Linked DNA regions of Mus musculus: all the other regions are linked to region 6. Evidence: chromatin contacts called from public HiCAR-type, Micro-C and promoter capture Hi-C data. All regions are on one chromosome and are shown on one strand. Each heading gives the region's core, a stretch centred on a gene start, on an enhancer-like site or on the middle of the called end of the contact. The rest is flanking DNA. Distances are from core to core; before and after follow the strand shown.

Region 1 (4,245 bases), core at 804-3,303, 1.0 Mb before region 6:
AGATCTTTAGCAAGACCTAGATACTGGGACCGTGGCTTCATGCTTCCCCAGCAACTGCACCATCAAGGGCAGCTCAGGCTCTTTCAGAAGAGCTAGGGGTTCAAAGATACTACCTGAGTGCTCTGCGTTTCCATTCACAACCATATATGATCTTTATACTCACACTCCAGCTCTACTCCCTATTATCCACAGTAAATTTTTCTGCTTCTTCCCGAGTCTTCTCTGCTTGGTAACTGTAGTTGTTCAGGCATCTATTTAATCACTTTTCCCTCTGGGAAGCCCTTGGCTAGGTAGACCCTATACCACTGTCTTAGGGTTTTACTGCTGTGAACATACACTATGAGCAAGGCAAGTCTTATAAAAACAACACTTAATTGGGGCTGGCTTACAGGTTCAAAGGTTCAGTCCATTATCATCAAGGTGGGAACATGGCAGTATCCAAGCAGACATGGTACAGGCATAGCTGAGAGTTCTACATCTTCATCCAAAGGCTGCTAGTGGAAGACTGACTCCTAGGCAACTAGGGTGAGGATCTTAAGCCCATACCCACAGTGGCACACCTACTCCAATCAGGTCACACCTCCAGATGGTGCCACTCCCTGGCTCAAGAATATACAAACCATCACAACCACTGTTTCCTCCAGAACACTGACCTGTTACTGTTATATACAAAGTGTCCTGAAAGTTTTTACTGTATGTATTCCCACCATCCCGTTTTCTAGTGCTAAAAAAAAAAATATTTATCTGAATGTATAGTGAAGCAAAAGATGTACTTCCAAAGGGATGGTAAATTCCAATTGTGTAATAAAGAAGTGATTGTGGCCAAAATAGTTTGTATAGGAAGGCCAAAGGAGAAGCCAGACTGAGTGGAAGGAAGGATAGAACAGTAGGGAGCTCTTTTAAGATACTTGGTGAAAGAAGTGGGAGTGGGTGGGTGGGGGACTTTTGGGATAGCATTAGAAATGTAAATGAAATAAATACCTAATAAAAAATAATAATAAAAAGGAAAAAAAAGATACTTGGTGAAAGAAGAGGAAGCAGATACAGTCAACAGCCTGTTCCAGTAAGTAGTGGTGTTGCTTCCAGCTGTCAAGATGGTCTACATTAAAAATGTAGACGAATTGACACTTTGACATTATTTTTACCTAAATTCGTTAAATTTTGTTCAAGATTTAGTACAAACTTTTGTTGTTGTTGTTGTTTAAACTAAATATCTAGTTTATATTTTGTAATTCTAACCCAGGCCCTGCGACATTCCCACATCCAGGTCCTCCATTAGACTACAGATCTTCTAGCTCTTTGCCTTTATCTGGAGGTTGGTTTCTTTAATAGCTTAGTTATTTCCTTCTCTCCATCCATTCCTTATGCTCCTTTTCCCGCCAACCCCGCCGAGGCCTGTGCAGTTGTCCATCATTACATTAGTCACAGCAGATCAGAGGAATTCCTTATACGTTTTGTACCCCTTATACGTTTTGTGGGAATTAAAACTGGCCAAGGGCAGAGGTGGGAATTTTCCCCAACGTGTCCCCATTGCTCATCTGACTTTGACACATTGCCACTGTGTATCAAGCGTCTTTAAATGAATGCCTAGAAAGCCTGAGATGATCCTTCTAAAGGATGGGGCTGAAGAACAGAAGCCAGTTAACAAGGCTGACCACCCATGGGAAGAGATCTGTGGGCTTACTAGAGAAGCACTCACCCGCGATCACAAATTTGGCCATGATTTCTAGCAAGACCTAGAAACTGGGACCGTGGCGTCACGGTTTCCTGGCAACCGCGGCGGGTACTAAAACTGGCGCAGGCGCGTTCAAAAGAGGCTGCACCGCCAGGGGCTAAAAGTTCAAAGTCACTATTTGAATGTTTTGAGTTTCCATAAACAACAATAGATGAACTTTATAAGCTCCGTGTTTTCCTAAGGCTCTCGCTTCTATCTTTTCATCAGAGAATAGAAACTATTCTTTCTGGAAGGTTTTCCTCCCTATTTGCACATGGCCTCCGCGGTCGCTGAGAACCGATGCTTTTTGACTTATAAAAGAATCCGTAATACGTCACCAGACGCGCCGCTTGAGGAGGAACTGTCATGGCTGCGCCTATGTGTAGTCACGGGGTTCTGTTCGAAGGTGAGTGGATGGCAAGCAGAAGCGGAATCGCGGGCCGGATCGTACTTGTCTTTTTACCTAGGGGAGAAAAGTTTGGGAAGTGGCCTGGGTCTTAAGTTTAGGGCAGTGCTGGGCGGCCCATTTGCGGAAAGACACCGACTCCGGTTCCGGGATCTTGATGAACCTGGCTGATTGTAGATTCTCAGGCGGGAAGGACATCGCTTTTTTTCTTTAATTCCGTCCCTAACCAAGACCGACCTGTCCGAGTACGTTTTCTTAACAGTTCGCTTTTGGCCAATGCAAGATGATCTGAAGTGTCCATCAATGATACAGTTTTCAGTGAAGGCCTCCAAAGTAGTGTTAACAAAGTTCTCCTTAGCCGATATTGAACACCTACACAAGACATTCTTATCTATCTTTCTGTCTGTCTTATCTATCTTTCTAGCTGTCTATTTCTATCTCTCAGTTTACCTACCTATCTATGCTACTTTATCCACATTTATTGATTGACTGATTGAAACTACTTTATCCACAACTGCTAAAGTGATTGACCTGGGTACTTTTACAAAGATGAAATAAACGTGGAGGAAGCATACCGAGGACATGTTCCATTTTAATATAAAACTCTAGCGGCTCGTCGGTGCCCATGCAAGCCCCTGTTAGATGCATTTCCCTTATTTAAGCAACAGTTTTTAACCATTATTTCTTTTATTTACCTATCCTCTACAGGACAGTCCACAGCATGTGCTCTTTTTTAGAAAGACGGCAACTTGCGTTGCATCTTGGGTATTTGAAAGTGTGCCAATAGATAGCAGAATGAATAGCAAAGCACGTTCCTTGTTATGGACCATCCGACGATTCAGTACGTTACTTCCAAGAAGCAGAGCTTTGAGGATAGATCCATTGGGAACTTGCAGACCAGAGGTTATTCATTCAAAATGGAACCCAAGAAACCATCGGCTAAATGTTTTTGATGAGGGATTGCAACCATCTGTTAGATACCTCTTTCAGGATATATTTATTTCTAAATCAGTAGATGGTTGTATTCAAACTAAAGGCATAAGCCATTCAGCCGTTTTTAAACCTGATAGGCTGCTTTGTCCTAGAAGACTGTCCTTTGATGCAAAACATTCTTTTGTCTCTGATGGGACATCTGATCATGATTTAAAGAAAATAAACTTTCATCATACCTCCAGTGAAGATGTGTTCACCAAGAAAGTAAGACCAACCCCTGTGAATTATAAAAAGCTAGCCCAGGAGTGTAACTCTCTGAGTGATGTGCTGGACACATTTTCAAAAGCACCTACATTTCCTGGTAGTAACTATTTCTTAGCAATGTGGATAATTGCCAAAAGGATATCTGAAGACAAGAGGCGCTTTGAGAGACAGCTGATGTTCAGTCACCCTGCCTTTAACCAGCTGTGTGAGCAGATGATGAGAGAAGCCAAGATTATGCACTATGACCACCTCTTGTTCAGCCTTAATGCTATAGTGAAGCTGGGAATCCCTCAGAACACTCTTATGGTACAGACTTTGCTGAGGACGATTCAGGTAAGTCCAAAGAGACTTAAGTGTGGCTGTACTGCGTTTAACATGGTTTGAAGGAGCTCAGGGGATGTAGGTGTGTATAGCTTCCTTAAAAGACTATCAGCAGAATGTATGTTTTAATGGCTAGGAGATCTTAAGTTAGATCATTTCTTTTGCTTTGGAAATTTGTGAAAACCTGCCCCACCGACCTTCTCTAGGGTTAAGTGGAAATGAAGAGAGATGCAGAGAAAGGTTGAGTAGTTGAAGGGAGAATGGATGGGAGGTAAACTAGCGGATTTTTTGTTTGTTTGTTTTTTTACATAACCTTAATCCTATTAGTAGAATTAAGACTAGGAAACAGATTTAATGGTTAACAGCTAGTGGATTCCTTTATTTATATACTGATTATATATTGGATGTCAACCATGTACAAGGTACCACATTTACCAGTTGTTATAAAAGATGTAACACATATTTTCTTATAATCATGACCCCTACAATCTAAACTGGAAGATGTATTTGTAGGCAGTTACAGGAGTGGTGGCCACATTCCATTAATGACTCATGCTATGTTGAGGGCACTGTGCTGAATACTCAAGAGTGCAGCTATCAAAGCACA
Region 2 (4,525 bases), core at 48-2,547, 1.6 Mb before region 6:
GAGAGGGAGACTGAGGACCCAAAGGAGTCCGGGAGAGAAGGTGGGGGTAGTAATAAAGACACAAGTAGCACCCCCACAGCTCCTTGGTGGGGTGCTGGGTTTTTTAAAAAGGGGGGAGGAGGGGAGGCCGATGGACCCTGACTTTGCAATAGAAACAGCACCTGAATCTACCTCCTCCCTTCCCCACCCCCGAAAGCCCAGTCACTAACTAATAAAGCTAAGAAAAACCCCTTGAAAACTTTTCCAAACCGGAAGAGACGGCTTCTCCCCGGGCCCTGGAGCTCTTGGGGAATGGGCTGGAGTTGGCAGCCCCGTCGGGGATCGCGGGGAGCGGGGTGGGGCGCGGCGCGGGCGAGGGGTGCAGGGGCGGAGTACCTTGAACGGACAGGAACTGGCAAAGAGTTTCGAGCCAGCCGAGTGCTCGCCCCCCGAAGCCCTCGGGGGTCCCGGGCGCTAGGACCGGGGCTCCCCGGAGAGAAGGCGGCCTCCAATTCGGGCCTAAAAGGAAACTTTCCGGGCCGCGGCTGCACCTGACTCCTCGCCGCCCCTCCACCCCACGCCCGCCAGGCCGCCCGCCCCGCCCCGGCCAGGCCGCCCAGAGCGCCGTGGAGCGGGGGGGATAAACAAACCCAACAGTTACCGGAATCCGGGGGGCCCCGTCTGCGCGATGCCCGGGGACGGGGTGCTGCCGCACGGTCCCCACTCCGAGGCCCCGTCGCCCCGGTCCCCGCCGCCCAGCCCTCCGTCCCGCGGGAGAGCTTGGGGCCGGCGCAGGATGCAGCCCGCCCGCCCGCCCCGAGGCCCCGGGGGACCCCAGGGGCGCGGGAGGCCTGTGGCGCGGGGGCAGGGCGCGGCCGCCGCGGGGCCCGAGGCCTAGGGCGCCCCCCCTTCCGCAGCACTCCTGGGGCCCGGCCCGCGCAGGCCGCGCCGCTCGCCGCGCTCAGGCCGCCGCCGGAACCCCCGCCGACGCTGCCCGCGGGCGTCCCCGAGGCCCCCGGTGCCCCATCCCCCGCCACCCCAGCGCCGGCCCCACTCACCCTTTCATTCTCCGCCCGCGGCCTGGCGTGGGCCGGCGAATCCCCGGCCTCACGTAAGCGCGCTCGCCGCCCGCCCTGCCTACGCGGCCCAGCCCGCCGCCCTACGGGAGCCCGGGGATGTGGGCCGGGCCTGGGGCCGCCTCTGCTTACCTTTCAGCTGCTTTTTTTTTTTTTTTTTTTTTTAATTTTTTTTTCCTCCTTCCTCCCCCTCAACCCCCCCTCCCTCGCCTAGGCTGACAGATCAGAGAGGCGCTGGCAGTGGACTTAGGGAGCTCGGCTGCTACTGCTCCCTCCCTGGGCTTCGGCAAGAGTCTTTCCCTGTCTAACACGAGGGGTGAGGATCATATTTTTATTTTGGAAACTAAAAAGTGCTCCCAGGGTCGGTGATCATTAAGGGGAAATCCCTGAATATACTCTCCAGCCAAGAAGGCAGGGCTGCCCGCCTGCACTAGAAGAGGCAGCAGCCTCCTACAGCACCACTACAGGCACCGCGAGGACATAACACCACAGAGCAGTTCCTCTGCCCTCCGAAACGACAACTTTCCTACCATCTTGGAGGCAGAGGAGAGAGGGGCCAAGGGGAGAAGTGCACCGGCTCCAGCCAGATAAAGTCCAAATTTCTACCTCTCATCGCTGGAAAAAAGCCCATACTTGAGAAAAAGCAGGGAAGAAACAGAAAGGAGGTCGTGTGCTCCGTGGTGGGGAATGTTTCTGCACCTTCTGATGGAAAGAAATCTTTACAAGACACAGGTTTTACGATATTATTGTTTTCCATGTTAACTTTTTCCATAAGGGTGACAGTGGCAGCTTACTTTTTTTTTTCTATTTTTTTTTCTTTTTTTCAGGCTAATAATGATTTTTCTCTATGGCAGGTCCAAGTTCTGTATCTGGTGGCCAGTCTGTAAATTGGCACTTGAGAGACTTAGAGGTCACGGTATTGTCTTTATTTAATGCTCGTTTATGTTGTATGTATTCGTACTTATGGTTTCATGTATTAGAGGTAAGATTTTGTGGTTTTGGTATCTGAGGAACTGAGGCTGCTGAGAGTCAATTGTAAAGAGATGGCTTTTGTCTTCTCTCAGAGCAATGTAAGTAAAACCTATTGACTGCCCAGAAAGGCATAATACAGCTGTTTATTTTTCACGGTGCAAATAGAAGTAGTGTGTATTTAAACTCTCAGGACAGCTGAGCAAGCCAGTTCATCTATCAGCCCAAGAAGAAAGATGACTCCTATAAACCTAGCAACAGATTGAAAGATGCCTTGGATTTTCTTCAAGTAAAATTATTTATTAAGAATTATATCTAGAATTCCATTTCTGTTATTTTCTTTTAGTTTGCATAGATTGATGAATGTCTAGGCCTTTGGTACATTGCATACTTTGCTGCCTGCTTCTTGGAACACAGAATTGAGGGGTAGGCTTCTCTTCCCTAGTGTTGGAATGTTCAGAACTTCCGGTGTAGTGTCAGCCTGTTGAGCGACTTTGTACATTGCAAAGATGTAATAGGTTTACTTTTTTTAAGTGATTTTTTGTTTTATGTACATTGGTGTTTTGCCTGCGTGTATGGCTGTGTGAGGGTTTTAGATGCCCAAGAACTGGACTTACAGACAGTTGTGAGCTGCCATGTGGCACTTGAGCTGGGTCCTCTGGAAGATCAGCCAGTGCTCTTAACCACTGAGCCATTTGTCCAGCCCCAGAATCTCCTCCCTTTCTTTCTTTCTTTTTTTTTTTTTTAATGAACAAACTTTAGCACATAAACAGGATCAAAGAAAAAGTGCACCAGGCATGGAGACAGCCAGCTGCTGCTGCAGCCTGACATGTCCATGGCGGAGGTGTTAGGAGAAGTAGGAACTAGCCAGGCTTTTTGTATGTTGCAAGGGAATTAGGGATGCTCATTTAAAATTCATTGCAAAGCATTTTAGGTGTAATTGATGTTTAAAATGCCTATTTCTGAGTTATAACTTTTTTTTAAAAAATATTTATTTATTATATGTTAAGTACATTGTAGCTGTCTTCAGACACCCCAGAAGAGGGCATCAGATCTCATTAGGGATAGTTGTGAGCTACCCATGTTGCTGCTGGGATTTGAACTCAGAACCTTTGGAAGAGCAGTCAGTGCTCTTAACTGCTGAACCATCTCTCCAGTCTCCGAGTTATAACTTTAAGATGAATTCAGATACTATTTGTCTGGGGAGCTTTATTATCTAAATTTGAATATAAAACCTTCTGTGAGTTTTTCCTCCTTCATTGGTGGGAAAAACTGTGGGCATTAAAATTAACTAGTTCCTCTCACGTTGGAAGTCTTACTTGTGAGGTTGTGTGATATTTACATTTTTAAAAATTTATTAGGTATTTTCTTCAATTACATTTCCAATGCTATCCCAAAAGTCCCCCACACCCTCCCCCGCCCCCAGATATTTACATTTTTGTTGGTTTGGTTTGGTTTGGTTTGTTGAAAGGATCTTGCTATCTAACCCAAGCTGGCCCTGGACTCAGTAGGTAGTTCAGGCTAGCATGGAACTCATAGCTTTTTGTGCCAGTATTAGTCACATCACCCACTCAGCCCAGTATTTGTTCTGTCCCCCTTGGACATAAAGCACAGTGGTCATACAAGAGAGTAAGCGTCCTTTGCAGGTCGCAGTGGACCTGAGAAGCATGTGTGTGGCCCCATGTCTCTCCTCGTGTGTGCCTTCCTTTATATAGCCGGTGATCGCCTCCCTTTACAAGCTGAAGCTGCATTTCATTAAAGTTAATACTTTTTAGGGTTTTGAGGGGAGTGTAGGGGATGAGACAAGGTTTCTCTGTGTAGCCCTGGCTGTCCTGGCACTGTAGACTGTAGACCAGGTTGGCCTCGAACTCAGAGCTCCATCTTAATCTCTGCCTTCCAGGTCCTGGACTTCTTAAAGGCGAGTGCTGCCCACTGATCAGCTAGACACTTTAATGTATGTGTTATTTTATTCTCTCTTCTGTTTGGTTTGGCTTGAGTCAGTCCTACTATGTAGTAGCCCTGGCTGGTCTGGAACTCACTGTGTAGACCAGGATGGCCTTGAATTCACAAAGATCCCCTTGCTTCTACCTCCTGGGTGCTGGAATTAAAGGTGTATACCACTATATCCCCCCACCCCTTTGAAGTTGTTGTTTTGTTTTGTTGTTTTGTTTGAGGAAGCATCTTGTCTGGAGTCCAGGCTGGCCTTGAACTCCCTATGAGGCCCAAAATAGTCTTGAATTCAAAATCCTTTATCCTTCTTCTATAGCCTCTGAAGTGTTATATGCACCATGACATCTTGTTAGTTCTACCTTTTGCTACTAGTGATTTTAGTATTGTAAAAACTGAGTACTTCACTGGGTGTGGTGGCACACGCCTTTAATCCCAGCCCTCGGGAGGCAGAGGCAGGCAGATTTCTGAGTTCAAGGCCAGCCTGGTCTACAGAGTGAGTTTCAGGACAGCCAGGGCTGCAGAAAAACCCTGTCTCCAAAAAACCAAAAAAA
Region 3 (4,149 bases), core at 1,352-3,851, 2.0 Mb after region 6:
CGCAGCATTCAGTGTTTTCTATAATTCTATTAGATTATTTGATTCTTATGACAAGGGAAGTGAGTTACTGAGTGCGTTGGAACAAGTCACTGAGAACAACACTGTCAAGGGGTACCACTGGGCACATGGCAGTGCTGGAGGCATCTGTTGGTTTTCTGCTTCAAGCCTCCAAGAGTAACTTAAGCCAGGATGGCATCTCTCTTTTAGCATCTGTTCTTTTAGTCAGTGAAGAACTTTCTCCACTTTGCTGCCCACTCCTAGAGTTTCCGAGGAAATAATTGAGTGTGTACTGAGATCCATAGGGAAGAAAAGGTCATAAATGAATAGAATTATAGTCCAAAACATGAACTAAGTACCTTCCTTGAGTTACACAGGATACTTTACCAGAGAACTTTCCCGAATTTGCTGCTGTCACATAGAGTCCCACTTTCACTCTGTGACCTCACACTACCAATCCATGGCCTTGTGTCTCAGCAGTGAGTAAACTAGCCCACTTCCTCATTTATTTTTGTGGGTCTCAACTGCAGCATTTTAGAAGCAAACTTTGATCTGACACTCAGGAGAATAAACACAAATAGAGGGCAGAATGTATTTGGAAAAGTTTATGATAAATTTACTTATATTATTTAAAGATCATTTAGGATCATAAATCTACGTACCTCCATGATATTTTTAATAGTCACTGTGACCATGGGATTAAAGTCCTTTATTAGCCATTTTGTAGGTGAAGACAAAGGATTGACTACACAGCCAACTTCCTTCAGATGACTATAAAGTCTGTTATGAATACTGAATGACCAAAGAGCATGGAAAATGCATCTGAATAAATACTGAGATGTTTATGAAAGATATTTATGAAAGCTAATGATTTCTGTGTTTGAATATGCACATATAATAAAATAAATCTAAGATCATTTAATGTGCTCTAATTTCACTTCTTTCCATTGGGAATGGGATAGCTCATTCAGGATCATTTTTCAAGACCTGGTCTGTGCCTTCCTTCATCTCTTGTTCTTCAGACTTCCACTCTAAAGTGGAAGCCTAAAGCCATTTTTAGCTTAAAGTCACTAATGGGTAAACACCCCCAGTCCCTCTACCGCCATATTTGATACCTACCTACTTCTGTTTCTCATCTTCTATCTTTCAAAATAAAGCAAAATGTAGATATGGAAGACAGCAAGCCAAATTGACTTCACTGCCCGGATTATGACCCGGAATGCTGGTATATCCCCAAGTCAGAATATTAAAGACTATTGTCTTCTAACTGTGTCCCCTGCAGAAACCATGGCATCTAAATTACCAGCATGCTTTTAATAAAACTATGAGAGCCCTATCCTTGTTCTTTAGGAATTGCTCTTGTTCTATCCACGTGTATCTTCATGTACCTTTTCATTTTTTCCTGGCCCAGACTCTGGATACGTTTGACATTACGCCACTTATCCATTTCAAGAATTATGGCTGGATAGCAACTCTATCAGACTGGCTATGAAAGACCCACAACGTGAGGACTCCCCCACGTTCTGACTCAGGAGAGGCGACACCCCAAATCACACAAGAAACGGTCTTACTGCAAACTTATTCAAGAGGGCTCTCGGGCCCACGGTCATACACCACGCAGGGGTAGAGGTCTGTGGCACACCGATTAGCTGGGTAAGGAGGTATTTAAAGGAAGAAACCACAACTCAAGGAAGTGGGGAGGGCTTTGTTGGAAAATACCAAAGATACCAGTTAAGAGTCCCAAGGAAGTGCAAAGTCACAAGAGTCACAAGGAATACCTGGTAATTGTTCCAGTTATCTCTCAAGACAGTTTCTAAGAGCCCCTAACAATAGCACATTTGCATAGCAATGGTCAGGGTGACTTTCTTTGAATGAACACTCTTTGAACCCAGGAAGCGGGTGGGTGGAGGAATGTCGCTATCTGTTTTATGATTAGCATCATTAAGTCACAGAGGTCACATTCCCATGCCTGGGCCTAAAGGCCTAGAATTTTGTTTTTACGTTATACTTTCAGCTACTGCAAAAATTCCTACACTGAGTACTCAGCAGTCACCAGTTATCAGCAGCTTGACTAAGGAACATCTCAGAAGAGAGGACTGTAAGAGACAGAGGGTGGGGGAAGTTCAACGGAATGCTGCAATTAATGATTGCATAAGCAACTGTGGCTCCCTGCACAAAACCTACAGACACGTGAGGTGAAGTTATTTAAGTAGGAGAGGAGTTAATTGGGAAGAAGGGGTCAGGAGGAGTGGCTGGGGTAAGAAAGGGTAATGGGGTTGAATATGATCACAATATATGCTATACGTGTATGAAACAGAGAAAAAAATAAAAACAAATTTCCTACATTGTAGGTGGTAGTCTAGCTGATCAACCCGTAGAACTTCTTACATTGTACTCAATAAACTATTTTCCCTTTCAAAAGGAAAAGAAGCCAGAAGATCCTTGGAAATCCAAGACAGAAGGCAGAAGCTCTGCACCTGGCTCCGCCCCTAGCCAGCCAGCTGACGCCCCCCCCCCAGGAGGAGGCGGGACTTCCTCGCCGCAGGGCAGCTGCTTCCGGCAGAGTCCGGAAGAGAGTGCGAGGTGGGAGGGGGCGGAGCCAGTGCGGCGCGCCCAATCGGGACGGAGTCTTGGCTGGCCCGGGCTCTCGTGGGCTCACTCGCTCTAGGGAACCGGCACCATGGCGTCGGGCTGCAAGATCGGCCCGTCCATCCTCAACAGCGACCTGGCCAACCTGGGGGCCGAGTGCCTGCGCATGCTGGACTCGGGGGCCGACTACCTGCACCTGGATGTAATGGACGGGTAACTCCGCGGGGCTCGGGGCGGGCTGGCCGCGCGGGTCGGCGTCGCTGCACCTCAGCGAGCGCCTGTTGGGTGCACGGCGCCCCTGTGCGACGACGGGCTGCCTGGCCAAGCGCGCTGCCGAGGGCACCGAGCCGGCCCTGGCTGACTTTGGGGCCCGGTCCTTTCCCCGCCACCCCGTAACCTGTGGTGATAGGACCCGGGAGCCACCTCCAGTGTTCAGGATCTTCCTCTGGTGAACTCGTAGAGAAACTGAGGCCCAACGGGACAGGCGCGACTTGCTCGATCGAACTCAGATAACTAACTAGTTCTCGACAAAGCCGGCAGACAGCCTCAGCTTGACACCTGGATGGGCTTCCGGAGTTCGACCACTTGCCGACTTGTCTTAGGCAAGCCGCTTCAGCCTTGATTGGGACTCGGGTTCAGTGTGAGGAAAATGGAAGGATTATTGATCATAGAACGCTTCCGCGTCTTGGGGAACTTGAAACGAGCAAGTCCAGTGCCTGGCGTGTAACAGATTCTCTGCAGTTGTTAGTTGTATCGAATAACCCATTCGAATTCTGATTTTCCTGTCTATTTTCTCTTCAGGCACCCTGCTCTTCAGGGAGGTCAGTTTTTTTGTAAGTAATTTTTAAGCACTGTAGTTATAATGCTCAGAATCAGGGTACAAGTTTCCTAAGTTGGTTCTAAAGTGAGGAAACAAACCTAGACCCAAAGGAGGCTGGAGGACTTGCTCAAGATTACAGAAGATTGTGACAGACTTGGAACTTGAATCTTCTTGGCTTTTTGACTAGCATTTCCCACCGAAAGTTTACATAAAATTATAAAAGACCTTGGGAGTGAGATAGAAAAATAAATTTATTTCAAATAAGCAAAATCTGTTTGCCCTCAGTCACATTGGCAAATATGTGTTATTTACATCAGTTTCGTTTCTTGTTGGAGGTTTTGCTGTTCTTTCTGGTTTTTTTGAGACAAGGTCTGTATAAATCTTAACTGGCCTCAAACTCAAAATCTTGCCTCAGCTTCCCAAATGCTGGGATTATGGGCACGGGTCCCCACACTCAGTTACACTAATTCTTTTTAACATCACTGCTGTTTTGTCCATAGCAGTTTTGTTTCTTTTGGCTCTCCGTGGTTAAATCTCATTTTTCTTAACACTTACTTGAAAGCCCTTGACCGGCTGGAATGTGTACCCCAGAGATGGTGTTGATTTCGATGCCTGAGAAAATGTAGGGGTCCTAGCATGGCACAGACTGCAGGTGTAATGAGCCTGCTTGATGCAGAGGGGAGGGGTGGACACCAGTGCTTTCACTTTGCTAATACAAATGTTGCTGTAGACCAGGCTTGCCT
Region 4 (4,407 bases), core at 633-3,132, 1.3 Mb before region 6:
TCCCACTGATGTCCAACAAGACCATCCTCTGCCACATATGTGGCCAGCGCCATGGGTCGCTCCATATAGTTGTCTTTTGACATCCTCATGTGCCATAGCAGACATTCATGTGTGCTTGAGTGCAAGTGCATGTACACACACACACACACACACACACACACACACACACACAGAGGGTGGGGAAGAAAGAGAGAGAGAGACAGACAGACGGACAGAGACAGACAGAGAGACAAACACACAGAGAGAGATAGTTTTTTGTGTGATGCTGGAATGGAGTGCTCAGGGCCTTTACATGATAGGTAAACACTACACCCCCAGCACCTGTTTTTGCCATGTTTTGATAGGGAAAAATGATTTGCATATGGAGAGCCAAGGATAGCAAGTAGGAAAGTCACTAACCTCATGCACTACGAGGTCTCCGTACCCCCTTTTCAGGATGTATATTATAGACAATCTCCTGGCTTACTCATTGGCCATGTATTATCCAAGAGATTTCCCTGGTCCTTAGATAGCATGTTAGGACCTAGCGTTACAATGTGAATGAAAACTGTTGCTGCTCGCATAGAGAGTGTGTGTGTGTGTGTGTGCATGCGAACGAACATTGGTTAATTAATTAAATCCATGTGTCCAATAAATACTCATGCTCAAATGTGGAAAGAAGAGATTAAAATTAATATCTGACACCTCAACCGCTCTGCAGTGTGAGATCTGCATGCAGGCCTGTCATCTTTGTCTGTCTCCAGAAGTTCGTTCCGTGAAGCTCGGGTACAGAAGGTGGCTAACAGCCTTGACTGTTATTTTAATCACACACTTCTAGAACCTTCCCAGCCCTTTCCAAGTAGATATCCTTAGCTCTATTTTAAATATCAATAATGGAGTTAGACACCATTGTTATTACTCAGACCAGTCTTGGGAGAGTGGATAAGTTACTGTTGGTGTTACCAGAGTCCAGTGATAGAAATGGGCCTCAAATTTTAATTAGGAACCACCAGAATTAGTAGCGGCTGCTAACCCACCCAAACCAGGGAACTGACAGCACTGAGCGAAAATACCCCCTTTCTCTGCACAAGATACGACTGGATCTCAAAAATAGAAGTGTGTTCTCAGAAATGCCTGCGCACCCCCAAGGCTGGTTGACAAACGATAGATTTCCTAAGATAGCTGCACGGTTGCTTTCTAATCTCTGTATTTCTTCTATTCCAGAATATGGCCCGTCACACTTTCTGAATTTAGCTCTCTTCAAAGCCCTATGGGCACGAGGAGGGAGGACCCACGACCCTGCAAGGGGATCCCAGTGGCTCAGTGCCCACAGACGCCAGCCTGCGGATGCACCACAGTGCTTCCCACTGTCATCCCACTCGCTGCTATGAGGAGCACAGCTATTTTTACCTCCCTGGCTGCAGCCCTTTATTTGAAGGAAGGAAATAAATAAAGGTTTGAGAAGGAAAATGCATAGTCTCAGTTTTCCTTGCGCTGGAGAGTTGGTATAGGAGTGGGTGTTGAGGATGGGTCGCTTTTCTTGGCAAGTTGTTGCCAGATCAGGCTTGCCCCAGGCCTGGAAACCCTTGCACTTTCCTCTTGGGGTCATCCCTGACTGCAAACTTCTTTCTCCCCTACCTCTGGTCTTTGGAGGTGCCACCAACTATTTTGATGCTGCCTGGGATGCTGCATCACTCTGCCCCCCCCCCCCCCCAGGGCTCCCACAGTCGAGCATGCGCAGCGCGGCCCATGCAGGCTACAGCATCAGCATCTGCAAGAGCATCAGCATCCGCACCCGAAACCCCGTTCGGGCGCGCTCCCGGAGGGTGGGGTGCAGTACCGCGCTGCGCGTCCCCGAGTCTCGCGCCCGCGCCGCGCGTGCCCGTGCCGCTCGCTCCTGCGCGCGCCTCCTCAGCATCCTTAGGCCCGGCAGCAACCCCCGCAGTCACTGGTGCGGCCGCGCCCGCCACTGGGAGGGTGCAGCCACTGGAGGAGGCTCCAAGTTGGTGGAGCGGCGGGGACCCCTCTCTGCGGGCCGCTCCCGGAAAGGCGGAAAGAGCAGAGGACGGCGCGCCGCCGTCCCCGAGACCCCAGCCCCTGACCCCTGCCCGCGGCCGCAGCATGCGCGCCCAGCCGGCGTGACCGGCTCCGCCCGCAGCCGCCCCGCAGCCCAGCCCGGCTCTCTCGCGGGTCACTCGGACCGGCGCCCGGGAGCGATGAGCCATGAAGCCGCCCGGCAGCATCTCCCGGCGGCCGACCCTGACGGGTTGCAGCCTTCCCGGCGCCTCCTGCGGCCCCGGCCGCTGCCCCGCCGGCCCGGTGCCGGCCCGCGCGCCGCCCTGCCGCCTGCTCCTCGTCCTTCTCCTGCTACCTGCGCTCGCCACCTCATCCCGGCCCCGTGCCCGGGGGGCCGCTGCGCCCAGCGGTGGGTATGGCCGGTGCCCTTTGCGTTGCCTTCCCCGCGGGGCCCTGGGGAGGAGAGAGAAGGGCACGCAGGTGCGTGTAACCCGGACGAGTGGGTCCCCAGCCTGGCCTTCGAGCGCCTCCCTGTCCACCTCTCCACCCTTGTCCGTCCCAAGCCCAGGTTCATGCTGGTTCACTTTTGGAAGTCCGTTTCTGTTGCATTCACTAAAGACCCATTCCAGTGACTGTGGGTTCCACCCAGAGGTATTTGGTGGCTCCTGAGTCCTTTAGCGCTCTCTATGTAACTTCCAGTGACAGGAAGATGCAGTGAGCTAGCAAGTTGCTTTTTGCCTTGGGGAACCTTCATATGAATGCGGAGGGGTGGGGGGCATGCAATAATAGTGACAAATGCTTGATCCCTCAAATTCCCCACCAGGTTTAGTCCCTACTGTTGGAATTAAGGTGAGAGAGGCATAATTTGGGGACCAGAGAATGAAAGTCTCCAAGACACTCTTTGCGCATGACCTTTGGCTGTGTTTTCCCAAAATGCTTGTCATAATGAGCAATCAGAATAATACAATGTTGAGCACACTGGTGATTGGAAGTCACTGAAAGCAGAAAGCTGGCCTTGGCAGTAAAAAAGAAAGAATTTGGAAAGTTGCCAGCAACTATAGCCCTTTATGGCAAAACAGTTTTTTTTCTCATCTCAAAGTTAGAAAGAAATAGAAATCATTCATATATGTATGTATATATGTGTGTGTGTATATACATATATATATACACACACACACATATATATATTTCTACATTCACACACACATAATACACATAAACACACACACACACACACACACACACACACACACACACAAATATATTTGAAAGTATCACTTTACATTCAGTGTCCATGAATTCAGGACCCAAGTTTTGTCTGGAGTGTTCTTGGCTCTCAGATGAGGTGATGTTAAGATGGGTACAGTTGAGCTGCTGCATCCTCTGAGGAGGGATGGGACAAGGGTCAGGACCCTTGAGCATGTTAGTTGCTGACTTTTCCCTAAGCGCATTCTGCTTTCTGACCCCTTACAGTTCAGATGTTCGGCTCTAAGAGTGGATAGAAAAGATATACCTGAGTACAGGACATGGTTGTGTAACCTATCCAGGCCAAACCACTGTTACAGTAACTTGTCTTTTGGTGTCTCCACTTTCTAACTTTTTAGCAATAGAAAACTTTGTTAATGTAATTAATGGAAAGATGTATTTTAGAGTTTATATATTTACTGGATGTATCTGTGTGTATTTGTGTATATTTGTGCTTCCCTCCCCCCCAACCCCCCCAGCTCCGCACTGGAATGAAACTGCAGAAAAAACCCTGGGAGTCCTGGCAGATGAAGACAACACATTGCAACAAAATAGCAGCAGCAGAAATACCAGCTACAGCAGTGCAGTGCAAAAAGAAATCACACTGCCTTCAAGACTGGTGTATTACATCAACCAGGACTCAGAAAGCCCCTATCATGTTCTTGACACAAAGGCCAGACACCAACAGAAACACAATAAGGTAGGCAGGAGGCTGAATATGTCCAACTTGCTGCCACAAGGAGTTCTCTTTTCATTTGATTTTCTGCCAGAATCTGATTTCACGAATTTTAGCGCAGCATTTTATTAAGTAAGCAATTAATACGATGGTAGAAGAGAAACTAGAGGGAATTAACTTGGGATCGACCGGGACAGGGTTTACTGTTTGTCTCTTTGACTGAAATGGAAACTGAACATTTTCAGACGTCCTGTGACAAACTGGGTCCCCGTGTCTCTCAGGTACCTTGGCACTAAGCAATAGAGTGAACTTGTTTGCAGTTCTGACTTGTTTCTGGGAGCATTTATGTAAAGGTGCAGGAAGCTACCTCCCAGGAGATATAAGTCCTGGCAGTCTGTCCACAGAAGGCAGTGTGGCTGTCCTTTCCCCAGCAGACTTTCCATGCAGAACTTGCACTTGAGTTCACTTTATTTCTTGAATTGGGCATGGCG
Region 5 (4,499 bases), core at 919-3,418, 1.6 Mb before region 6:
CTTCATCTGTGTCCCTTTTCCTTATTAAAAACACGCCATGTATATATTTTATTATTCTACTTACTAAACTTGGGCTGAGCAGGTAGCTTTAGTGCAAGGCCTAAAACGTAAAGGTAGGCTGCATTGGGCTGTATGCAGAGTACAAACAACAAACAAGCCCACAATACTAAATTGAAGGTAAATTATCGATTTTGTTACCTACTAGACTGTAAGTTCCTTGACAAAAGATTTGGTTATTTCTCTTTTCTGAAGACTAGCAAGTCCCCAAATAGTTTTGCACCAAATTCCAGAATGAGCAGTACATAGCTCATTTTTAACAAGTACTGATGAGGCCAAGCACAGGGCCAATGCTTGTGATTCCAGCACTGGGAAACCTAAAGCATGAGAATCATGAATTTGAGGCCAGCCTGATCTACACCCATGAAGCTTCATCCCATAAAAACAGCCTGCACTACATCAAGAGTTTGGGGATAACCTGGCTTCTACACTGTACAGTTTGTTTTACTGGGGTTTTCTACTTGGTGGGGTTTGTTTGTTTGTAGACAGACCTCATGTACCTCAGACTGGCTTCACACTTGCTATGAAGTCAAGGATTAACTTGGACTCCTAAACTTCAGGCCTCCACTTCCCAAGCAAGGAGCAGAATTATCAACACGCACCACCATGTCCAGATTGGTATATATTTTACTGTTGTTGTTGTTGTTGACATTCATTTACTTACTCCGTGAGTGTCACCATAAACACACAAGGAGGTGGGTGGGGCGGGTGCCTGTGAAAGTTAAAGGACACCCTTTGAAAGTCAGTTCTTTCTTTCCATCAATGTGGGTCCTGGAGATCTAACTCAGGATGTCAGGATTGGCAAGCATCATTTCCAACTAAGATCTTTCCCAGCTCTAATATGTATTTTAGACATAGTATCTACCAAATAGGAACAAAAATAGCCAGTCAAGTCAGGGATGTAGCTCAGTTAGTAGAGTCCTTACCTAATCACACACAAAGTTCTCCGTTCAATCCTCACATCTCAGCCTCCCCTTTCTGGAATTACAGACAGGTACCATCATCACACCCTGGCTCTAATATCTTGGCTGTATCTTATAAAAGTAACTTTCTAAAAGGCGCTGATGAGCTGGCTTAGAATATTAGATTTAGTGATGGGGTGGGGGTGGATCCCAGAAATCTGTTTGGTCTTACAGACATGAACCTCACAAACTTGAAGACACCGCAGCTTCCTGATCTGCAGCGGACTCCAGGCTAACTTTTTAAGATTCATTTTTAGTTTATGTGTGCATGTGCTTATCTGTGTGTGGGTAATGTGCACTTCTAAGTGCCGGTGCTCACAGTCCAAAAGAGAGTGGAGAATTCCCTGATAAGGTTACATGGCAGCTGGGAGTCTTCTGACTGGGCTAGTGGGAACCGAACTCGGATCCTCTCTGCAAGGCACTCTTAACCGCTTGACTCTCCCTCCAGCTCCGACTGAGCTAACTTTTAGTTTTTGTCAGTTCTCCCCGTCGGTGGAATGAATAAAATACTACCCAACATGATCACCGGGCTAGACAAAAACAAACAGTAGCGTGGACAGGTTCAAGACAGCAACTAAACCGATGCCTGAGGTTTAAGTCTCTCGTGACCCTGGGAGATGAACCGGTCTCCTGATGACAGGGCCATCTCCTGTCTTCCCCTGCAAAGAGAGAGTAGCTCGCAAGCCCGGACTCCCAAAGGTCTCCTGATCGGCTTAGGCTCCATCAGACCAGAAACCAAGGCTCATAACCCTCACCTGCCGGCTCTCCCGGGTTCCAGAGGTGGCGGGGCAGGAGCTGGTACCCAGTCAAGGGCAAGAGGAGAACGGCTTGTCTGACCTATGGGATGCAGACCTGCCAAAAAAGAAAACACCACTCGAAGCGCTTCAACTTGCCCACTTCAACGCGTCCTCACCTTTCCTCCGGAGCCCACCGAGTAGTTCCGCGGACCTGTCCGGGTCTCCCTGACCCCTCAAAACCCTGGCCGCTAAGTCAATATGGCGGCCACGGCAACCTCTGTCAGCCCGACCTGGAGGACGGAAAGCCAGGAGGGACTAGAAACACAGATTCGACTGTTTTTCCCCGTCTTCGGACCTGTTCGGCAATTTCCGAGAGCGAGCCCGGGAGGAAGCGGAGAAGACGACTTGGACCTGCAGTTCCGCCGGAAGTAGCCGAGGCCTTGCGTCCGAGCGCTTTCGTTCAACTCCGGCTCCTCAGAGGGCGTTTCCCTTCGTTTCGGAGTCCTTGGAGCGAAGGCATTTTAAAATGCCTCCTTTATTAATTTTCTTCCAAAGACAAGGGAAGGCCGGCGGACGACCTGTGGGCCCTTTAGTTACCAAGTCGCAGTGGTACGCGGAGGACCGAGACTAGGAACGGACCTTGACCTTTAACCTCTAGCCGGGGCGGCGGAGGGAAACGCCTCCGTCTCTATATAAGGAGTTTTCCGGACGCTCTGGGTCCTTTTTTTCCCTCAGCGCTGGCCGCGGCCTCCCGGCGCTCTCGTCCTCCGCTTTTGCACAGCTCCCCGTTCCAGCCTTCGCCATGGGATTCGGAGACCTGAAAACCCCTGCCGGCCTCCAGGTGCTCAACGATTACCTGGCGGACAAGAGCTACATTGAGGGGTGAGCAGGAGCCGAGAGGCTGGGGGGCCGGGGCCACGTGGCGCGGGCTCGGCGGGAAGGAAGCGGGTCTCCGGATGCTGGGGGACGCCGAGTCAGTGCTCCCGGGGCCGGGATGCCAATGGAGCGGGACCTCCCGGGAGGGGCTGCCAGCATTATAATTGAGATGATGCTTGCTCTCCGTGTGCCCACGTCCAGCTGGTTCTTCCGCGTCTTTGGACAAGTTAGTTTGTTAGTTGAAACCTGTGGCAAGTCTGGTGGGATGAGTTCTCCTGGGTGGCAGATAGTTCTTGGGCTTGCCTAGATTCAAACATGTTCTGTGTCCTTTCAATGAGAAGCAACTTAGGCTAGCCCTGTAATTGTTCTCACTAGTTAGCTTGACGGATATGGGCTATGTCATTTACCAGCTAGTGTTTGTGTCTTTTCTTTTAAAGGTCTGTGCACTTGTTTTTGTGTCACTGGCAGGTACGTGCCATCACAAGCAGACGTGGCAGTATTTGAAGCAGTTTCTGGTCCACCACCTGCTGACCTGTGTCATGCCCTACGTTGGTATAATCACATCAAGTCGTATGAAAAAGAAAAGGCCAGGTAAAGGTATCTTTGTGCTACCTGGATTTTCACATGCAAAGTAGGGACCGGGTTAAAGTTGGCTTTAGCATTGCTGACCTAGTGTGAGCTGAATTTCTTTGTGACCTTACAAGGCCAAGAGACTGAAGTCCTCCATTTTCTCACAGAACAGGTAGAACATGGACAACCGCAGTTCACCTTTCCCACACCTCTCTGATCATGTGCTTTGGACCTGGGGGGGCCACCGCTGGGGTGTGAGGGTAGCTCGCTCATTCGGTCCCTGGCCATTCTTCTGAAACTACCAGCAAGGGTGGAAGTTTGGGGAAGTGGATTCCAGTTCACTAAGAATGGAAGTGAGCATACTTAATGAAATCTCAAACAGATGTTCATTCTGAAAGAGTAAGCCGTAGTGAGTACTGAATACAATGTCTCCCATGGGTGAAGAGTAAAGTTATTTGCCTGGGATTGTGCTAAAGGTTAAATAACCAGAAGAGAGTGGGAGTTCCTGGGAAAGGAAGATTGTGTGTTTTGCCTAGAAAGGGCTTTGACACTGACCTAATGTGGCAGAATGTTTGTTTTCAAGCCTGCCGGGAGTGAAGAAATCTTTGGGCAAGTATGGCCCTAGCAGTGTAGAAGACACCACAGGAAGTGGAGCTGCAGATGCTAAGGATGATGACGACATTGATCTCTTTGGATCTGATGATGAGGAGGTATGACTTCATCTTTATCCAAGCATATTGAGAAGCCTGAGGACAGATGCCATAGCCACTCCCTGGATGGATCCTGGCGTGGCTTTATTGTCTGCCTTTTAAAATTTATCACTGGGTACATGATGAATAAAATCAAATCACCTTCTTTCGGCTGAGCTCCTGATGGATTTGCTTTTTCTGATAAATCTGGTGGGTTTTGTGATGACCTTGTCACTACATTTAAGCAGAAGATAACCAACTTTGTGAAACATCTTTTCTCTGTACAGGAAAGTGAGGAAGCAAAGAAGCTACGAGAAGAACGCCTTGCACAGTATGAGTCCAAGAAAGCTAAAAGTGGGTAATCTTCATTGTTAGTAGTGTTGATTTCAGGAGCTTGTCCAGTGCTTGCCCTAAAGTGGATTTTCCCCAGTTAAATTGAATGGGTCAATATTTTAAAACTTCCACAGCTACTGGTCTACAGCTGTCTTTATGGTAGCAGTTGTAGCATTCCTCTGTGGGAAAGAAACTGTTACACAATTTAATGCCTCTTTCTTAGCCACACAGGAGGAGGATTATGTGTGACAGACACAAGGCAAATTGTGTGTGTG
Region 6 (4,220 bases), core at 159-2,658:
ACAGGAAGAAGCGCAGGTCCGGTGAGCAGTGGATCTCCACAAGCGGCCAGAATTGGTGCACCTCCAGGCCTGCTTCGTCCTGCGTGTCATGGTTGAACTGGTTGGGCATGTGCGTCAGGTTGTAGCCGATGCCTCGGCACATGGGCACCGTGATTTCCTGGCACACCGGGGCCTTGGAGGCGGCCGCTGCCCGGCCCACCAGCTGCGCCAGCAACAGCAGCAGAAGAGAGGGAGGCGCAGACGGGTCGGGTCGAGCCATCGTCTCCTTCTTCCCTTTGCCTCCCGCTGCCTGAGAGGGTCTGCGTTGGCCGACGAATCTGCGGCCGGGGCTTCCCTCTCCGGAGTCTTGAGTGTGACGCCCGGGCTGGCAACCTGTTGGTTTCTTTTTCTCTTAAAGAAATCCGTCCAAAGATAAACTGTTTCTGGAAGGCGCTGCCTCCGCCGGCAGCACTCAGTTCCACACCAGATAGGGCTGGAGGGATGATTAGGGCTCCGACTCCAAGGACAGAACTCTTAAAAGAGAAGGTAGGGGAAAAGAAAAATCGCAACCACTCCTCTTAGAGGAGCGCCAACCACTTGGTCTCCGCAAACCAGCTCCAATCTCAAGATTAACTCCTTTCCTCCCCTCCTCCTAGAACCAAACTTCAGACGCCCCCACCCCCTCCACCCCACTGCCCGCGCCCGCCTCTCTTTTCTGGCCCGGCCCTGCAGGCTGTGCCTGGGGCCAGAGAGCTCAGTCCCCGAGATGGGGGCAGAGGAACCGGGTGAACTGGGAAGACGCGGGCTCTCACCTCGGAGGATCCTGCTGGGCGGCAGATGTCTGCGACCAGCCGGGCTCCTCAGTCGCGCGACTCCGAATCGGGCCAGAGCTGGGAAAGTTTAACGACAAGCTAGGTACCTGTGGCGGCGACACATGGCAGCAGGTGGAGGGCGTTTCAGAGAGCAGGGCGCCCCTCGACCATGGGCGGCGCGGGCCGGTCACTCGCCTTCTCTTCCTTCGGGGCCCCCTGCATGATTCGGGCAGAGCAAGGCAGGGGCAGGCCGTGCCTTCCACCGGCGTCCCGGGGCCGGGACGAAGGGCAAGGGCGCCGGGCAGCACTTGAACTGCGCGGAGGGGTGCGGCAGCCGGAGGGGACCCCGCCACCTCACAGCACAGCGAGCAGCCAGCGCTGGTCGGGCGGGGACTGCATAGTCCGCACCCGCCGCCGCGTCCCGCCAGCCGCTCGCCGCCTCCCCTGCAGGGGGCTCCGCGCTCCAGCAGACTCCGGGGGGCGGTGGCGGCGCTCTCGGGACGCGCCCCGCTCGGCTCCTCCCCCGCGCTCTCGCACTCTTTCGCCCACCTCCAGGGAGCTCCGAGCTGTGCGCGACGGCAGAGGACAAGTCGCGGCCGCAGGCTGACTGCCCTCTCCCGCCCCGCCCGGGTCACCTGCCTCTAATGCCCGCCGGGAGGCCCCGCCCCGGGACCGCCCCTCCCGCCCCCTCCCGCCCTGCCCCGAGCTGGGCCGTCCCACGAATCGCTCTCCGGGTCCCCGCCCACCGCCCCGCTGTCCTGGCCTCTCCGCGAGCGCCCCGCGGCCCCGCCCGGAGCGGGCAGCGGAAGAGCGTCGGCCAATAGTGGACCGGGAAGTTACGAGGGCGGGGTCAATGCTAATGAGTCCTCCCAGAGAACCCGGGCGGGAAACCTGGCCCCAAGTCCTTCTGGAGTTCTCTGCGGTGGTTCACCAGGATGGTGCTCACTTTCCTGAGGGCTCTGTTCTCTGAACGCCGGCTTCCAGGGCCTCCACCAGGCCACCTCTCTCCAGCTGAGTGTCCTTATCGAGGTCTGGCGCTTGTTTAAAGGGATGAGAGGTCAATTCGGTTGTGCCACCTGTCCTCTTTCTAAGCTGCCTTGTGCTAGGTGACAGACGTGCTAGTACTTAATGAGCAACCTCGTGTTAGTTAATCGTTTACACCTTGATACGCGATCTGGATACCGTAGGATTCTGAGGCCAGAACACCTCAGAACTTGACCTACACAGCTGAGCTAACAAGACAGCAGAGACGTTGACAAACTTGTGCCCCTCCCTGTGCGAGCTCCTGGCACACAATAGGCGCTCTGACCTGGAATCCCAAACCAGAAGCTGGGCAGCAGAGTTCACAATCTTTACCACTCACCCCTCCCTTAGAAATATCGATATTTCCCAGGCTTTGCCCTTTTATATATAACAAAATCTTGTCCTTGTGACAAGAGAATGAATTTCTTTCCAGTTTTGGAAGTCTCTAGAGACGTTAGTCCTTAGCAGTTGCGGTTTATAATCCCTGGCAGATCCGAATTTGCCCACAGAGAAAAACTCTTGAACTGGAGCAGTGTACAGCTCAGGGTGCTTGGTCCCCCAGGGTTGGCTGCTGTGCACTCTGGCGAGGTTGAGACCGGATAACCGGGGCGTACTGGGGCAGTGGGAACCGTGAAAAGACCTGCTGCGCACAGTCAACGCAGGGACACGCAGTGGCGCTCTCCTGATGGGTTAGTATACTCCAAGTTTTAAATGTCCCACAAATGCCTCTCTTCTACGAGTTCTAATTAGGCTGGGAGACCGAGGTGTTTAGCATGCTTGAAATTCGTTCACACGCTTATGAAGAGGCTTTAAATTGTAGACTGCTCCTTCACTCCTCCTTCCGCTGGGGGAGGGGAGTGGGAGGGATTTGAAGTAGGGGAGGGCATAGGAGTACTTGAAGGACTCTGAACTGGCCTCACTGACTGAGATCTGTTGGGTTGTTATTGTCTTCTGTGCCGTCTGTACGGGCTGAAAAGCCATCTTCAGTTTATCAGCAAGGCGTTGTGGAGGCTAATGAAACTCCGTGTTTAATCTCAGACATCACAGCTAAATGTTTATAATGTATATTGCTTCATTCCCTAGAATTCTACCTCTTTTATTATTCTATCTCCCTAGAATTTAATCTCTTTAGTTCTTAGTAACTGCTTGGCCCTCGGGGTCTAGAAACATCCCGGGCTAAGAATTATTGGAGGGGTGAAAAACTATAGCACACCAGTCAGATAAGGAAGGACCCGTAGTGGAAAGTATGTCCAGCCTGCCGACATGCCAAGGGAGGCTGCTACACTTTATGTGCTGTGTATGTTGCTGCGATGGACAAGTGTTGGCTAATAATAAAAATTATTTGGAAGTTGGAGAATGTAAACTACTCACACTGGAATTCACCCAGGAACCTTGGGTTGTTCCACTTGGTTCTGCCTAGACCATTACTGTCTTACTGCTCTGTCAACCTTCCTTAACAACAAAAATCTGACTTTTGCTTAGAGATCCCAAGTAGTTACAGTAGTAATGGAAGGGAACGTTGGCTGGGTGTGGTGGCTCAGACCTCTAAATCCAACACTCTATAGGGGGACAGCAGGAAGATTCTGAGTTTGAAGACAACCTGGGCTACACTGACAGTCTGTGTTTCAAAACAAAATCCAAAAAAGGTGACAAAGTAAACGTGTATCTTTTTTTGTGTGTGTGTTGTTTTAGTTTTTGCTTTCCCACATATATTACTTAAAGGTTATTTTAAGATATGCTGATTGGGGCTGGAGCTCAGCAGTTAAAGAGCATTGTGTGCTCTTTCAGAGGACCTGGGTTCAGTTCCCAGTACCCACACAGTGGCTCACAACCATCTGTACAATCCCAGGAGAGCTGGTCCTTCCTCTCTTATACCCTTCATGGCTGCCATGCATAGACCTGGTACACATGCATGCATGCAAGCAAAACATTCATACACCTAAAGATAAATCTAAAAACAGAATAGTTTTTTTAAAGTATGCTGAGTACTTAACATACCTCAGGCAGGCTGCTAAATATTTTGCCTCGTTTAATGCTTGGAATAATCATATACAGAAACTGTCACCAGAACAACTCATTGGGTTTATTGGGTGTAACTAGTCCACAAAAAGGGTAGCAGTCGATATTTCTTATACTTCATTATTATTACAGTTAATAACAATGCGGTACAATTGTAAATTACTAAGAGTAGACTTTAAGTGTTCTTATCACAACACACACAAAGATAAGTATGTGGGCTAGAAATGCAACTCATTTAGTTACCTATCGAACACAAAGACCCAGGTTCAATTCCCAATACCACCTAAAACTAGGCATTGTCCTCATGCCTATAATCCCAGGATTTAAGAGGTGGGGCCTGGAAGGTCAGAAGTTCAAAGTCATCCATCATCGACTGCGATCAAGTTG

The links. Promoter capture Hi-C pulls out the DNA fragments that hold promoters and counts their contacts. Hi-C and Micro-C count contacts between places; a contact is called where the count stands out from the background. HiCAR-type assays count read pairs that join an accessible place to other places. Capture Hi-C pulls out chosen DNA fragments and counts their contacts.
Region 1: a promoter capture Hi-C map of liver shows a contact between it and region 6, with 6 times the contacts expected there. The contact joins the promoter of Fastkd2 here to the promoter of Fzd5 in region 6. A contact is called at or near these places in 15 of 39 promoter capture datasets (the 3T3-L1 cell line, the C10 cell line, the HPC-7 cell line and 10 more), 6 of 484 Hi-C or Micro-C datasets (B cells, CD4 T cells, double positive thymocytes and 2 more), 9 of 115 datasets of contacts at active chromatin or transcription factors (astrocytes, bone marrow-derived macrophages, embryonic forebrain and 5 more) and 3 of 9 other capture datasets (adipose tissue, liver and macrophages).
Region 2: a contact with region 6 is called in a promoter capture Hi-C map of the HPC-7 cell line. The contact joins the promoter of Ino80dos here to the promoter of Fzd5 in region 6.
Region 3: a Micro-C map of embryonic stem cells shows a contact between it and region 6, with 4 times the contacts expected there. The contact joins the promoter of Rpe here to the promoter of Fzd5 in region 6. A contact is called at or near these places in 3 of 39 promoter capture datasets (the C10 cell line, liver and pre-B cells), 1 of 484 Hi-C or Micro-C datasets (embryonic stem cells), 2 of 115 datasets of contacts at active chromatin or transcription factors (embryonic stem cells and large pre-B cells) and 1 of 9 other capture datasets (embryonic stem cells).
Region 4: a contact with region 6 is called in a HiCAR-type map of embryonic stem cells, with 2.3 times the contacts expected there. The contact joins the promoter of Adam23 here to the promoter of Fzd5 in region 6. A contact is called at or near these places in 2 of 39 promoter capture datasets (the 3T3-L1 cell line and embryonic stem cells) and 3 of 115 datasets of contacts at active chromatin or transcription factors (astrocytes and embryonic stem cells).
Region 5: a contact with region 6 is called in a promoter capture Hi-C map of liver, with 4 times the contacts expected there. The contact joins the promoter of Ndufs1 here to the promoter of Fzd5 in region 6. A contact is called at or near these places in 3 of 39 promoter capture datasets (liver and pre-B cells), 2 of 115 datasets of contacts at active chromatin or transcription factors (astrocytes and large pre-B cells) and 2 of 9 other capture datasets (adipose tissue and liver).

Annotation. Positions count from the first base shown.
Region 1 is chr1:63,728,572-63,732,816 of GRCm38.p6, forward strand. It overlaps Fastkd2 (FAST kinase domains 2), which reads left to right and starts at 2,054. Exons shown (of 12, transcript NM_172422.3): 1 at 2,054-2,120; 2 at 2,829-3,650. The coding sequence starts at 2,916. It overlaps Mdh1b (malate dehydrogenase 1B, NAD (soluble)), which reads right to left and starts at 1,747. Exons shown (of 11, transcript NM_029696.4): 1 at 1,700-1,747. The coding sequence starts at 1,721.
Region 2 is chr1:63,113,174-63,117,698 of GRCm38.p6, forward strand. Ino80dos (INO80 complex subunit D, opposite strand) reads left to right here and starts at 1,298. Exons shown (of 4, transcript NR_045915.1): 1 at 1,298-1,371. Ino80d (INO80 complex subunit D) reads right to left here and starts at 1,094. Exons shown (of 12, transcript NM_001114609.1): 1 at 1,038-1,094.
Region 3 is chr1:66,698,230-66,702,378 of GRCm38.p6, forward strand. Rpe (ribulose-5-phosphate-3-epimerase) reads left to right here and starts at 2,602. Exons shown (of 6, transcript NM_025683.3): 1 at 2,602-2,799. The coding sequence starts at 2,678. Unc80 (unc-80, NALCN activator) reads left to right here. Exons shown (of 65, transcript NM_001368824.1): 65 at 1-921.
Region 4 is chr1:63,444,009-63,448,415 of GRCm38.p6, forward strand. Adam23 (a disintegrin and metallopeptidase domain 23) reads left to right here and starts at 1,883. Exons shown (of 26, transcript NM_011780.3): 1 at 1,883-2,404; 2 at 3,720-3,940. The coding sequence starts at 2,203.
Region 5 is chr1:63,174,654-63,179,152 of GRCm38.p6, forward strand. Ndufs1 (NADH:ubiquinone oxidoreductase core subunit S1) reads right to left here and starts at 2,169. Exons shown (of 19, transcript NM_145518.2): 1 at 1,933-2,169. It overlaps Eef1b2 (eukaryotic translation elongation factor 1 beta 2), which reads left to right and starts at 2,178. Exons shown (of 6, transcript NM_018796.3): 1 at 2,178-2,638; 2 at 3,101-3,223; 3 at 3,786-3,912; 4 at 4,179-4,245. The coding sequence starts at 2,559. Gm26457 (a small nucleolar RNA gene) reads left to right here and starts at 4,024; the gene lies at 4,024-4,101. Snora41 (small nucleolar RNA, H/ACA box 41) reads left to right here and starts at 4,370; the gene lies at 4,370-4,482.
Region 6 is chr1:64,736,342-64,740,561 of GRCm38.p6, forward strand. Fzd5 (frizzled class receptor 5) reads right to left here and starts at 1,409. Exons shown (of 2, transcript NM_022721.3): 1 at 792-1,409; 2 at 1-512. The coding sequence starts at 259.